2 separate regions of the Mus musculus genome follow, and region 1 is linked to region 2. A link is a contact called in public promoter capture Hi-C data. All regions are on one chromosome and are shown on one strand. The core of a region is the stretch at or near the end of the contact, and the rest is flanking DNA. Distances in the headings are between cores, read along the strand shown.

What was found. Promoter capture Hi-C pulls out the DNA fragments that hold promoters and counts their contacts.
Region 1: a promoter capture Hi-C map of hippocampal neurons shows a contact between it and region 2, with 2.1 times the contacts expected there. The contact joins the enhancer-like site here to the promoter of Arl6ip1 in region 2. A contact is called at or near these places in 8 of 39 promoter capture datasets (the C10 cell line, cranial neural crest, hematopoietic stem and progenitor cells and 4 more), 8 of 484 Hi-C or Micro-C datasets (B cells, the G1E-ER4 cell line, the STO cell line and 5 more), 7 of 115 datasets of contacts at active chromatin or transcription factors (the HPC-7 cell line, acute myeloid leukemia, bone marrow-derived macrophages and 4 more) and 2 of 9 other capture datasets (adipose tissue and liver).

Annotation. Positions count from the first base shown.
Region 1 is chr7:118,309,921-118,317,010 of GRCm38.p6, reverse strand. No RefSeq gene overlaps it. Among named protein-coding and RNA genes, the nearest start is that of Gm35083, 13 kb to the left of the region's middle. Within about 2 kb of position 2,965, at least 35 of the 459 cell types and tissues checked have an H3K27ac peak or open chromatin away from gene starts, as enhancers often do. A contact at or near this core is called in hippocampal neurons, where this site is marked.
Region 2 is chr7:118,125,709-118,132,113 of GRCm38.p6, reverse strand. Arl6ip1 (ADP-ribosylation factor-like 6 interacting protein 1) reads left to right here and starts at 2,489. Exons shown (of 6, transcript NM_019419.2): 1 at 2,489-2,645; 2 at 4,847-4,980; 3 at 5,599-5,718. The coding sequence starts at 2,610. Smg1 (SMG1 homolog, phosphatidylinositol 3-kinase-related kinase (C. elegans)) reads left to right here. Exons shown (of 63, transcript NM_001031814.1): 63 at 1-802.

The DNA.
Region 1 (7,090 bases), core at 1,716-4,215, 180 kb before region 2:
GACTGGTCACTGACTGATCTGTTAACACAGACAAATGGTAGGTACATTTAGCATCTGACATTTTGGCTAGATAATCATGTTTTTAATGCTAATAACTACACTAAGTGTTCTTACTGTTGTGACCATTTCAAGTGTGCAGCTGAGAATGTTAAACACATCCAGAGTGAGTCTCCATCACTTTTCAGTCCCCGCAGACCCCTGCTCAGGACTCCTCCACTCCCTGCTGACCACCATTCTTCTGCTTGCTGAACTGCTTTGTGGTGCTGGAGATCAGACCCAGAACCTTGTGCACACTGGGCAAGCAGATGCTTCTGGGCTACAGCCTCGCCCCTTGACGTTTGTTTGTTTTTTGTTTTTTGTTTTTTTTAATTGTGTGGCCTGGTCTCTATAGTGAATTCCAGGACACCCAGAACTATGTGGAAAGACCTGTCTCAAAACAAACAGGCAAAAAAATAAAAACTGTGTATGTGCAAATGTGTGTGTGTGTGTGTGTGTGTGTGTGTGTGTGTGTGTGTGTGTTCCGTCCTCAGGTTCTGTTTGTCTTGTTTGTTTGTTTGTTTGTTTGTTTGTTTGTTTGTTTTTTGGGGGGTTGACTCCAGTGTACATGAAAACCAGTAAAAAACAATACTGATTTAAGACTAATAGAGATCCTCTAATACCATGTCCACACTTACTCCATGACCTTGGGTACATTTTAGAACCTTTCTCCTTCATAAATGAGTGCAATTTATTTTGATTAAATCTACCCTTGACTCCCTCCACCTCTGACTCCTCCAGGGCCCCTCTTCCTCCCAATCTCACATCTGTATATGTAGGTGCATTTTACCTATGGGACCCAACTGGTGTTGCTCACACACACCTGGGTGTAGGGCTGTCCACCATAGCCTGAGCAACCTAACAGAGGTACCACTCCTGAAGAAAATTGATTTTGTCTCCCCTACAGCTGCCTGTAGCACCCCACTGTGGGGTGGGGCTTTGCAAAGGTAACACCCGTACTGGACTGTTAGCTAGACTGATCTTCTGCAGATCTTGTGCAGTCAACCCTGGCTGCCCAGAATTTCTGAGCACCTATACTTGTCATTTCTGGAAGACACTGTTTTACAGCTGTCTTCCCCAACCTCTGGCTCTTAACATATTTCCTACCCATCTTCTGTGATGTTCCCAGGATTGGGGTCAAGGCCTGGCTGCTGGATCTTCCATCCAGGCCCACCCTGGGTTGGGGCCTTTACTGCCTGGTTTTATGTCAACTTGACACAAGATAGAGTCATCTGAAAGGAGGGAAACTCAATCAAGAGAATGCCTCCATAAGATCCATCTGTAAACCATTTTCTTAGTTAGTGATTGGTGGGGGAGGGCCCAGCCTATTGTGGGTGGTCCCATTCCCAGGTTAAGTGGTCCTGGGTTCTAGAGGAAAGCAGTCTGCGCAAGCCACTAAGCAGCACTCTCCCATGGCTTTTGCATCAGCTCTCTCCTCCAGGTTCCTGCCCTGTTTGAGTTCCTGTCCTGACCTCCCTCATTAATGAACTGTTACCTGAAAAGTACAAATGAAATAAACCATTTTCTTCCTTTTGGTTGTGTTGTTTCATCACAGCAATGATAACCCTAACTAAGGCAGAATGGAAGGGTGTTGTGTCCAGCCAGTGGCTCACATGTCTGGGTTCTAGTTTGGAAAGGCATCTTGGAAACCTGGAAGAGAAGAGGGAGGTAGGTGGACGAGAAAAAGACGAAGCTAAGACAATATCCTGATCAAAGCTCAATTTTACTAATTTGTGCACCGAGTTATGAAGGAGGGGAAGGGGCCCGATTCCCGCCAAATCATCTTGGAGTAAGGTTGCAGGTGAACACGTGATGGCTCTGGAACAGCTGGGAGGCAGGCAGTGGGAGTGGCAGGACGATAGGGCGGCAAGCTCTGCCCCATGCTCTCTAACACCGAAACCTGAGCAAACAGGTTTCAGGCTGGGGAGAGGAGGTTACAGAAGGGAGCTTGCTGGGCCCCATCTTATGCTTTGGTCACGTTTCCCTGAATGTCTTTAATGTTAAGTTTATCACGTATGTGCAGCATCTCACTCGTCCTCAGGACAACCTCAGTGACTATTATTACACTCCTTTGAATGACCAGGAGATGAGCTCTCAGAGGAGTTAAGCTACCTACCCAAGGTCACACAGTAAGTGGCTAGGACAGGCTACCCCATTGGTGTAAGTGCCCCCCACCAGTGGCTTTACCTTACACACCCACTGCCAGAGAATCTCTGGTCCTCTTCAGTCTAAAACCTCAGTCATTTGGAAAGGGTCCTAAAAACAAGCTGAAGGTCCTTGCCTGTCCTGCCTCCCGGCTCTCCTGTCCTGCTTTGCATTCATGACAACATTGTTCTTGTTCCAACTCCAGGGCCAATGAGCTGTGGCCGGGATGAGCCTCTGAGTCACGGCACCTGCCAGACAGTGCTAACCTAATTTTCCAGGATCTTTGGGAGACATTTGGCTTCTGTCTCCCCAGCTAATAGCCCTGAGGAGAGTGGCAGCAGGCTAACAGGACCTGGGGCTCCCTGCCTGGTCCAGGAGAGCCCAGCCTGCAATATGACCTGATCCTGATTGGCAAAGTGGTCCTGACTTAGAGAGAGCCCTGTGCTGAATCACACTCTAAAACACGGGCGCCAAGCCACAAGGATGCTGCTAGAACATGCCTGGAAATGAAAGCAGATGGAGACAAGCACTGCTGGCTTTTACAAAGACTCGGGCTTGCTCGGATTGCAGCAGGATGGTGGAGCGCTATGCATGTACGAGGCTCTGGGCTCCACGAGAAAACAGACGGCGAAGTCGGAGCTCCCAGCACACACGCAAATAACCTAGCCTTCTATGAACACAAACAACACACCTCTAGCATCCAAAGGAATAAGAGGTAGTTTATTCTGTAGCCAAGTACATGTGACTATGGCTTGGAAATACAGTTTAGGTCACCACAAATCTCTGCCTGATGCCTATGAGGGCCTGAAGAGGGCATCAGATCCCCTGGGACTGGAGTTAACAGAGCACTGTGAGCCACCTTGTGGAGGCTAGGAATTGAGCCTGGTCCTCTGGAAGAGTAACCGGTGCTCTTAATCACTGAGCCGTCTCTGCAAGCCCTAAGGAAAACATATTATAAAGATTTTTATACTAACAGAACCGAGAAGGTCTTAAAATCAAGGTGTTTTTAAACTACATTGGTGGAAATATTAAGTGGGCAGTTACAGTATCGTAAGAAAATCACAGCTATTTGGTTTTTATCAGACAGGGTTTCTCTGCATAGCCCGGGCTGTCCTAGAACTCTCTGTAGACCAGGCTGGCCTTGAACTCAGAGATCCACCTTCTTCTGCCTCCCGAGTGCTGGGATGAAAGTTGTGCACCCCCACACCTGACTCCAAAAGGGGGTTGAATGCTTTGGCTTGTGAATTCACAGGATCTTAGCCTGTCAGGACAGGGGAGGCGTGATGGGTATTTTTCTGGTGATAAGAAGTGAGGTATTTTGGTGTATAATGGAACTTGTCTTGACTCCGACAGCACCATAAATAATGGCACAGGTATAAATCCATCCTCGGCACCGTTCTAAACTGGGCTGGTTACCCCACACCTGTCACTCAGGAGCTGGAGGGAGTGCAGAAATGTACCGCCAACCTCAGCAATGTAGTGAGTTCGAGTTCAGCCTGGACTGCATTAGACCTCGCGTCTAAAACTTTAAAAGTAAATAGTAAGTAATGAGAAATCAATACAACTTTCTATAGGAGCTCCTTCTGTAGCTGCGTGCCTACTGCTGTCTACACGGTGCGCTACAGAAACCCATTCTCTTCCCGTTGTTTGGCATTAGTTTAACTAATAAGGTTAAATACCTGCCACCAAAATGTCAGGATGGAAATCCACGACAACCCAAATCATCGATCAGAAAGCCTAGTTCATGGCTTCTGCGAAACAAACCTGTTTCGCGTGGGCCGCGCCGTCTTTTTCTAGTTAGGAGCCTGTGTGTGGAACTGAGGACCCACCCGAAAGCCTAGGTGTCTGGAAGGTGGCCATCACAGCTAAAAACCAAGTGCTCTCTGTCCATCTCGCCATCATTAAGACATCTAAGCAACGGCTCAAGGGGGCAGTGGCGGTGTGCCGGCCAGGGGCATCCATGTAGCAAATGGTAACTGAGCATGCCCCGTAGGTAAATGGCACCTAGGCACCCTAAGTCATAGCCCAAGCTCGGGGGCTTACAGGTGTTTTGACATAGCTGCTGTTCCAGTGTGAAAGCTAGAGTCTAAGGGATGTACAGACTCATTTAACAGTTGTTTAAACTTTAAAAATCTCCTAAGTAGCAAAGACCCACGGCTGCACTTGCCCAAAAGTTTGTCTGGTCTGCGTTTGCGGAGCCATCTCTGCGTTCACTCCTTTCCTTTGAAGTCCAGCCGAGCTCCCACAATTTTTATCCTGATTTGGCGTCAATGAACTCAATAAATTTCAACTTTCATTCTGGAAGGGGAGCCCGTTGCAGAAATACGTGGTGGGCATAGTTGTGCCTGTGCAATCCCAGCACTCAGGAGGTAGAGGCAGGAGAATCTTGAGATCAAGGCCACCGCCCGGATATCCATACTTCCTTTAGGCTTTGCCCCAGTCAGGGGTTCCCTTCTCCCCCCCCCCCACCCCCACCCCCGCTTTTGGTTTGGTAACAGCTAGAGTTGTACACAGGACTCTGATGTTATTTAGATGGACATTTCTGTGGTTACAAAGGATGTGACTCGGGAGCAGCCTAATGGAGGCACTAGGGAGCAAAGTGGGGGCCAGGGTCACCACCGAGTCACCCTGAGTCTGCTGGCTATATCACCCTCTTAGGGAGTTCACCATGCCCTGCCCGCCATTCAAGAGGGTCCATCACAGAGGCATGATGGCGTCAATCATTGGCCACTGGTGACTGAACTAAGGCTCCAGCCCCCTCCCCTCCCGGCAGAGGATGGAGAATGGAACTCAAACCTCCAATTTATAATCCCAGAAGCAGAGGCAGGAGTGTTAGCAGCTCCTAACCAGCAAGCTACACGACAAGACTCTCTCAAAATAATAATAATAATAAAAATAATTTATAAAAGTTCTAACTCCAATTCTTTCTTGTGTCTCTACTATCCAGTCCCCTCCCTGAAACTCCCTGGGGGCCCAAGGCCACCAGTGATCTTACTAGCACACCAAACGCAGCTTCAATCCTACGGCCTTCGGTGCTGCAGATGCAGTCAGTGTCTCCCAGGGGCTGAGGAGATAGTAAGCTGTGAAATATTTCATATAGAAGCGAGAGGCTTGAGTTCAATCCCCAACACCTGTGTAAAAAGGCTGGCACATCACAGTCAGCTGTAACCCCGGGCTGAGAGGGCAGAGACTGGGGGTCCCTGGGGCTTGCTGGAAACCATTCTAGACAGTCAGCTCTAGGTTCAGTGGAACACTCTGACTATAAATAAATAAATAAATAAATAAATAAATAAATGCGGGGTTGCAGGCTGCTGGCTTAGGGGGTTCAGTGGGTGAGAGCACTTGGCTCTCCACCCTGATAAACACAGTTTGTTCCTCTGGAAAAGAGCTGGATTCTGTGGCTCAGGTCTGTAACCTCAAGGGCAGCGCTCCTGCAGGGAGAAGAGAGGAGAGACCACCTCCAAAACATGGTGGGAAAAGAGAGCTGACTCCTAAAAGTCGTCCTCAGATCCCCATATGTGCAGTGTGGCATGCGTGCGTGCACACACACACACGCACTTACACACACACACACACACGCACACACACGCACACATACACACGCACATACACACACACATACACACGCACATACACACACACAAACACACGCACATACACACACACATACACACATGCACACATACACACACACATACACACACACACATACACACACGCACACATACACACGCACATACACACACACATACACACACACATACACACACACACACACACGCACATACACACACACATACACACACACACACACGCACACACATGCACACACACACACATACACACACACACACACACACACTACTCTAAATAAATATTTTAACAACAAAACAAACAAAAACAAGAAAATAAGGTGAAGAGCACCAACAAAGACACCTGAGATCACCCTCAGCCTCCACACACATGTGCAGATGCATATATGAACATGCACACATACATGCACATACACACATATACACGAGGTTGTCTTCCCATCATTTATAGCTTACAGTCAGAAGAACAATTCCAGTGAGCCCATTTAATCCTCAATCTTTTAAATCTTGTGTTATTATTATTACTATTATTTTATGTGAGTGTATATCACATGTATGTGAATGTACCATGAAGGTCATAAAAAGATGTCTGACCCCTTGTACCCGGAGTTACAGACGTTTGTGAGCCGACCAACAGGGGTGCTGGGGTCCAAGCTTGGGTCCTCACCATAGATCACAAAGCGCTCTGAACCACTGAGCCATCTCTCCAGTCCCACAAGTTCTATTTTTTAAACTGTAATTTTTTTCTTTAGGTTGGCTGAGTTGAGATTCTCAATACCATAAGCACAAATGAGAATATACAAAGTGGGCAAATACATGAATATGAAGAAAGACTGTGGCTGCGAGTGTGTGCAGCCTGGAGCCGAGCGCACCAGCTCTGTAAATAACCAAAGAGGGATTATGTGATAGAAGAAGTCGGTGTATTTTGGACTAAGCTGAAAGTCAGAACCAGCCCCGTAGAGTGGGACTTACATAAAGCAAATTTTCATTTATTCTAAGAAAAACTGCAAACAATTTGAGCTACTTATTGCTGGAAAGGGCTGGCCGAGGGGACAGAGAAGGGACCCAGACACTGAATTCATTCCTACAAGGATGGAGGGGGTCCTGGGCAGGTCTGGGAGGGTAAGATCAGGCCAGAAGCTCAAAAATGTGTACAGAATCTACAGGTGATGGTGTTCTAGCAGCTGTGCTGCGTGGGTCTGCAGTGGAGCCCAGAGGGTGCCTTCTAACCAACTCTGAGGAAGGCAGGCCCTGCTGCCCCATGAACCACACCTTGGGTAGCTCAGAACTCAGTAAGCTCTGTAGACCTTAGGACT
Region 2 (6,405 bases), core at 1,240-3,739:
TAAAATGCTAGTAATTTAGAACCCTCCCCCCAAATCAAGGAGGCAAAAAATAACGCACTAGTCACTGAAGTTCATCCTCAGTTACCTCGATAGGGTAGGTAGATTCCTAATAGTGCTGGTGAGCATCACAATGCTGTGCAAAGATTCAAGAGGAGGCAGTCACTGTACTTTGCCTGCTTTTGGGCCTAGATAACGTCACTGTCTACAAAAAGCTAACTGCTTAGGTTTGAAAAGGCAACCATGTAGAGAAAACTTGACAATTGGGGCTCATTGGGAAGTTCTAGTGCTAATGTTAAAAACTCAAATCAGCTGGCTATTTGAAGATGGCAAAGAATATAGTTCTGAAATTTTATTTTTCCACAACAGGGTGATTGGCAGTGGTTGTTCTCCCTTTTTCTGACAGTGTGGTTCAGCTCCTGTTTCAGATTCTGTGTCATTTTTCAATTTACAAGTCACTTAAGTTTCTACCTGGAATGTCAGGTGGCAATGACATCACATTTTGTGTTTTTTTTTTTTTTAAACTCTTATTTAAGAGTAAGTTGAGTTGAACTGAATCTTCCTTGTCTTAGTAACATTGTACAAATAGTGGCTTATTTTTAAGTTGTAATGCCTCCTGATGGATATAATTTTGTGCTTGTATTTAAGATTAAAAGTTGAATAAATAACACCAGCTTCCTGAAAATGTCCATAATGCATCATTTGAAAAACAAAAACACCTGCCTACTTTACATTAACATGGTAAAGATTGTATGAAATACCTGTTTTTCAAAAAAATAAAAATAAAGGTTCAAGTCTTAAAAAGATAACAGTATCTAAGCTCTGAATTTATTGAAGTAGATCCCAGAAAGTTTGTTTTGCAATAGTTTTGTGGCTTTTTTTTTTCATATTATCTCTCCAAATTAAAAAAATTTCTTAAAAAATGTTTTACTCCCTTTTGAACAGCGAGTTAATTATTTCAGTAGGAAAGTTCTTAGATAAGAATCGACACCTTCAATCCCAGGGGAGGCAAGGATAGGTGGAATTTCTAGGCGAATCTGGTTTATAAAGCAAGTTTCAGGACAGCCAGGATTACACAGAAAATGCATGAAGCTTAATTTTAGCAATATTTAAAACAAAACTGCAGAGCCTTAATTGTGAGTGAAAGCTCTGAAAGAAGAAGAGTATTTGCAAAGATCTTCTTCATTTGCAGTGCCAAAGTTCTGAGGAAGATTTGTGTTACGAGCTTCATCTTCTGACACATTTCAAAAGGTCACTTTGTGGTAGAAAAAGAGGTGTTTGTAACCTCTGAGCCATTTGGAAGGTTAGTGAGAGCTGGATTGGGACCTGGGACTGGCCTAAACTTAAATTTTACTTTGGGAACACCGACTAAACTAAGCTTTCTGGGGCAGTAGCCAAGTTGCCAAGGAAAAACTTATTACTCTGCCCTCTCTTAGCAAAGTGACTGCTCCTGGTACCACCAAGATGGGCACCTCATTGCTTGGTAGCAGCTGTTTGGGTCCTTTTGTTCTCAATACTGAGGAGAAGGAGGGAATTCCAGGCTTTACAATTTTTGACATGATTTCTGTATCAACCGAAGTCATAATATCCCCCCCCCGCCCCGCCCACACACAATGAGCGTCCTTCCTGGTCAAAACTGTTGTCTGTACCTTCTAGTACTTTCCACAAGTTCTATGACAAATTGTATGCCCCTTTGACAGAGCCACCATAGGCCAGGAAGGGACCAGGCATATTTAGGAGCACTATGTGATCTCTCACATTTCTCTTTAACCTCCAAGGCCTTTAAAGAACCTGGGAATTAAGGAACGAAGTGTTTTTAAAAATAATTTAAAATTAGTTGAAGGTCGTATTTAGCCTGGCTTCCCCATACATCCATTAATCTATCAGTCTGAAGCCCTCCAACATCCGAATTGCTCCTCTACTCATCCATCCCTCCGAATGAAGCGCTCCCCTAGCTACCTGAAGTACTCATAGATTATCAAGTGAAGCACCCCGCAAATGATTCCCCCAAAAACTGGCTGCAAATGAAGCCCTTTAAGAGTTTGTGCATCTTCCATGTTCTCCAAAGGCCAGAGCTGGGGAGAAGGCACAGACAGCGCTCACTTGGGGCAGCCAATACTTCAGTCAGCAGGTGCCACAGCAACCTAAAGCGTCCTTGCCCTTCCAGCCTCCGCATAGGATGCCATTGCGCATCCCCTGCGCAGCTGAGCGGACAGGCGCCTGAGCGGTTTTGATTTCCAGCAGAAGAGCTAGGGACTAGAGAGGCCCCAGGATTTAGGAAGATCTGGGTGAGAGACTAGGTACGGCGGTTGAACCGCTTCCTTCCGCTCCGCCTCTCGAGGGCCACACCCCTGCACTCTGATTGGTCAGAGTCTTTCAGTTTCGCTCTCCTTTGACCTGGATTTCAAGTCATGCGCTAGCTGCCGGTTGGCCCGACTTCCCAGAAGCCGGAGTGCGGTCTACCCAATGAGGAGCGAGTTTCGCGAGGGCTGTCGGGAAAGGCAGCTAGCCTATATAAGCAGACTGCGGGGCGTTCCCCCGCGCTCGGGTTGCCTTGCTGGTGTTGGGGGGATAGTGTGTGTTCGCTCGTTGATAACCGCGAGTCTGGAACGATGGCGGAGGGGGATAACCGCAGCAGCAACCTGCTGGTGAGTTGCGGTGGTCAGTCTGTCCCCGGAGTTTCCGGATGGGCCTCCTGGCCTCGGTGGACTACCAGGGACAGCCAGGCCTTATCTCCACGGTGGAGGTCGCTGCTGGCGATCCCCAACGTCCCCCGGAATCCTGCACCATAAGGCTTGGGCCGTGCGTGAGGAAGTGTGAGAAGGGGGCTGTGGCAAGAAGGAACCTGGGTAACAGGTTGGGGCACTCGGCCGCCAGGGGCCTTGTCTAGCGCTCCGGCTCAGGCCGGAGACCTACCTGTTTTGCCCTTTGATCTTAATCTCATGTTCCGTAGATTATTTTTAATCATGATTCTTTTTCTCCTAAAACTTGGCGCAAGGGTGGAGGGTCAAAGGGCTGCTACAGAGAATTAGTTTATCGCTGACACAGAATTTGTTGGAGCTGGCTGGTTGGAGTTCACCGCAGGAAGCTGAAAACGGGTTCTGCGGAAAGGACAGTGGGGGATCCTGGCACTTGTCTGGGAACTGGCGAGGGACTCACGGGACTGGATGCAACTTTAAAAATGATTTAGCACGGATTTGACGGAGCTACACGAGATGATGGTATTAGAAGAGGGCGCGTTTGCTTCATTACAGGTCTTTGTTTTTGGTTAGGTCTTTGTTTTTGGTTTTTAAGGCTAGGTTTTCGTGTAGCTTGACGAGGCTAGCCTTGTATTTGTCATCCTCCTGTGCTGGGATTACAGTTGCGCATCACCAGGCCCTGCTAGTTTCAAATTTTTAACTGCATCACCCACCTAGGCAAGAACGAAAGATCTTTTTTTTTTTTTTTCTGTATTGTCATTCCCCAGAAAAGGCAGGCCATATCAGAAATGAAAAAAGCAATCAGCTTTTAATGCCTGCCTTTTTAACTGCTAAGTGCCGACAAGATTCTTCGGGACAGTTTTGATTAGTGCAAGATTTTCAGTTTGTATTTGTGTTTAGAGGTGCATTCCCTGTATCCTTAAATTCCCTACACACACACACACACACACACACACACACACAGTACCATACAATAGAGATGCTTACCCTGTACCCTTAAACTCCTCCTACACAATACCAGCAAACAATTCAATAAGAGGATTAATTGCTGTACAAGGAAACTATCATGGGAGAGGGCCTGATCACTACTATTTCCATCATTTTAAGGAGAGCAAGTCCATTAGTCTTGGATTTCCTGGATTTAAATATATTAACCCCTTTATGTCTCAGTCGCCTTATCTTAAAGTAGAGGTTGTGAGAATACCTTTTCCAGTTTTTTTGGAGCGTCAATTGAAGTATAACATGTAAAATGTTTAGGATTTCTAGTATGGGGAGATGTCAAAAGTACTTAGTCACATATCTCATCTTTATTAAAATTAGCCTGAACTGTTCTATATTTGCATATTCCTTTGTGAAGAGTTGATAGTGTCAGTTGGGCATTGTGTGTATGTAGTTCCTGGATGTTGAATCCAGAGTTCTGCACAAACAGGTTCTAAATACCTTCCGTTACCAAAGTCCCTGATAGGTTCAGGTCACAGTAGCCCATGGTAAAGGTGTGCTTTTGGCTAGTTGTCACATATGCAGAAAAATTTTGAGATTTAATTGAAATTCTATCATTAATGATGAGGAGCCATTAAGTGCTGAGCTCACATAGTTTGGTTGAAAGAGTTTTCTTTAATTCCACAGTGACTGCCAACATCAGAGTCATTCCATTATACAAAGCTATTTTAGAGATTTATGTACTTAGTGTTAAGGGAAAGGTTCTCCTGATGGATTTAGAAGGACTTCAATCAATAAAACGGCCAATCGACAGATCAATGCCAACCACCTGAAATGGGCAAACAGAATATTCAATCTAGTAATATTCTGAGCACTGCCTCTTGGCTCTGTGGCTGCATTTGGGGATATTAGTTTCCCATATTAAGCTCACTTTCATGAATATTGAAATAAATTGTGAAATCTTGGGAATATTATTATACATCATGGACATATGGCCCAGTGCTAAAATGACCATTAAAGCCTAGGCTTTTTCCTACCCATGGATTTTCATATTTGGTGCCAAAATTGCAGGTTTTCATGACTCACCTTGTTTAAGATAACAGTTTTGTAAAAGGCATTTTACGTGTTTTTGATGCCTGAGAAAGTACTCTCTGAGCCACCAAAGTGTTGAGATTGGCAAAGTAACAGTCTTAACTGTTGATCATGTGTAGGCCGTGGAGACTGCAAGTCTTGAAGAGCAGCTGCAAGGCTGGGGAGAGGTGATGCTGATGGCTGACAAAGTCCTTCGATGGGAAAGAGCCTGGTTTCCACCTGCCATCATGGGTGTGGTTTCCCTGCTGTTCCTGTAAGTGAGATTCTATTGCTAATGCTCAGAGGGTTCATAGCCTGTGCTTAGAGAAGCTTTTGTAATACATAATCCAAAAGGAATGCCTTTATTGCAAGCAGCTTGCCCTCTTTCTAGATTTGTAGTCCTTATGTAAAGTTGTAACTTGATGCAGTTGAGTAAATCCCGGACACGCAAACTCTTGTGTTTCAGCACTCTTGCTTTATTATATTCCTTCTAGTAAATTTTGAGGACCCAGCTGGGCGTGGTGGCGCACGCCTTTAATCCCAGCACTGGGGAGGCAGAGGCAGGCAGATTTCTGAGTTCGAGGCCAGCCTGGGCTGCAGAATGAGTTCCAGGACAGCCAGGGCTAACTGAGAAACCCTGTCTCGAAAAAACCCCCAGGAAAAAAAATATTGAGGACTCCAGAGGTTTTGAGTACTGCTGTTTACATTAACCGCTATGGCTGTGACAACATCACGCCATGGTGCCCCTGGAACGCCTCTGTGAGGAAGTTAGAAAGGGAGCAGCCCCGGCTCTGAGAGTCGAGGGGAGGGAGGGAGGGAATAGCTCTGACTGGGAATAGTGACTGACGGCTGCTCTTCTCTAACCTTGGTTAATTTTCTCTGTTTTTAATAGGATTATCTATTATCTCGATCCATCTGTGCTGTCTGGTGTTTCCTGCTTTGTTATGTTTTTGTGCCTGGCTGACTACCTTGTTCCCATTCTAGCACCAAGAATTTTTGGCTCTAATAAATGGTAGGTGGCTCTGCATGATAAGTGTGCTGTGGTTAAATGAAGACTCTTGTCTGCCCGTCAGATGTCTGTCTGCTGGAGTTAGAGTCATTGCTCTTATGTGAAGAATTTCATACCTGACTTCAGATGGGTACCAGGAGTTTTCAGTACTTCTATCTCTGTCCTTAACTTTGGTCGAAAACTTGCTTTTTTGTTGCTTATTCAGTTCTATATCTACCTTAAGTAAGAGTATTTTTTTAAAGGTGATGTTTAAGAATTCCAGGACTCTTTTGTTGTTGTTTTTGTTTGTTTGTTTTTTATTAAACTATGTATGTTTATTTGGGAGTAGAGATCAGAGGGCAACTTTCCAGAGTTTGTTCTCTTACCATATGTGGGTCTTGGGGACTGAACTCAAGTCAGAAGGGTTTGCAGCCTGCACCTTTGCCTGACAACCCTCTCAGTGGACCTTGAGCTCAGTTGTTTAAATGCATCTTTTTGATGTGTGTGAGTCCTTGCTTGTGTGTACACTTGAGGACAATCTCAGGTCAATCAAGGTCAGTAGCCTGTTCTCTTTTTAAATGTGTTACATTGTATGGTCACCAACTTTCCCCAAACACAACAGTATTAGGTCATTATGGCAACTTAAAAGCAGGTTGAAGGACACCCCAGGTGTTGCTCATTCTTGCTTTCACTGGTGCACCTTTTTTTTTT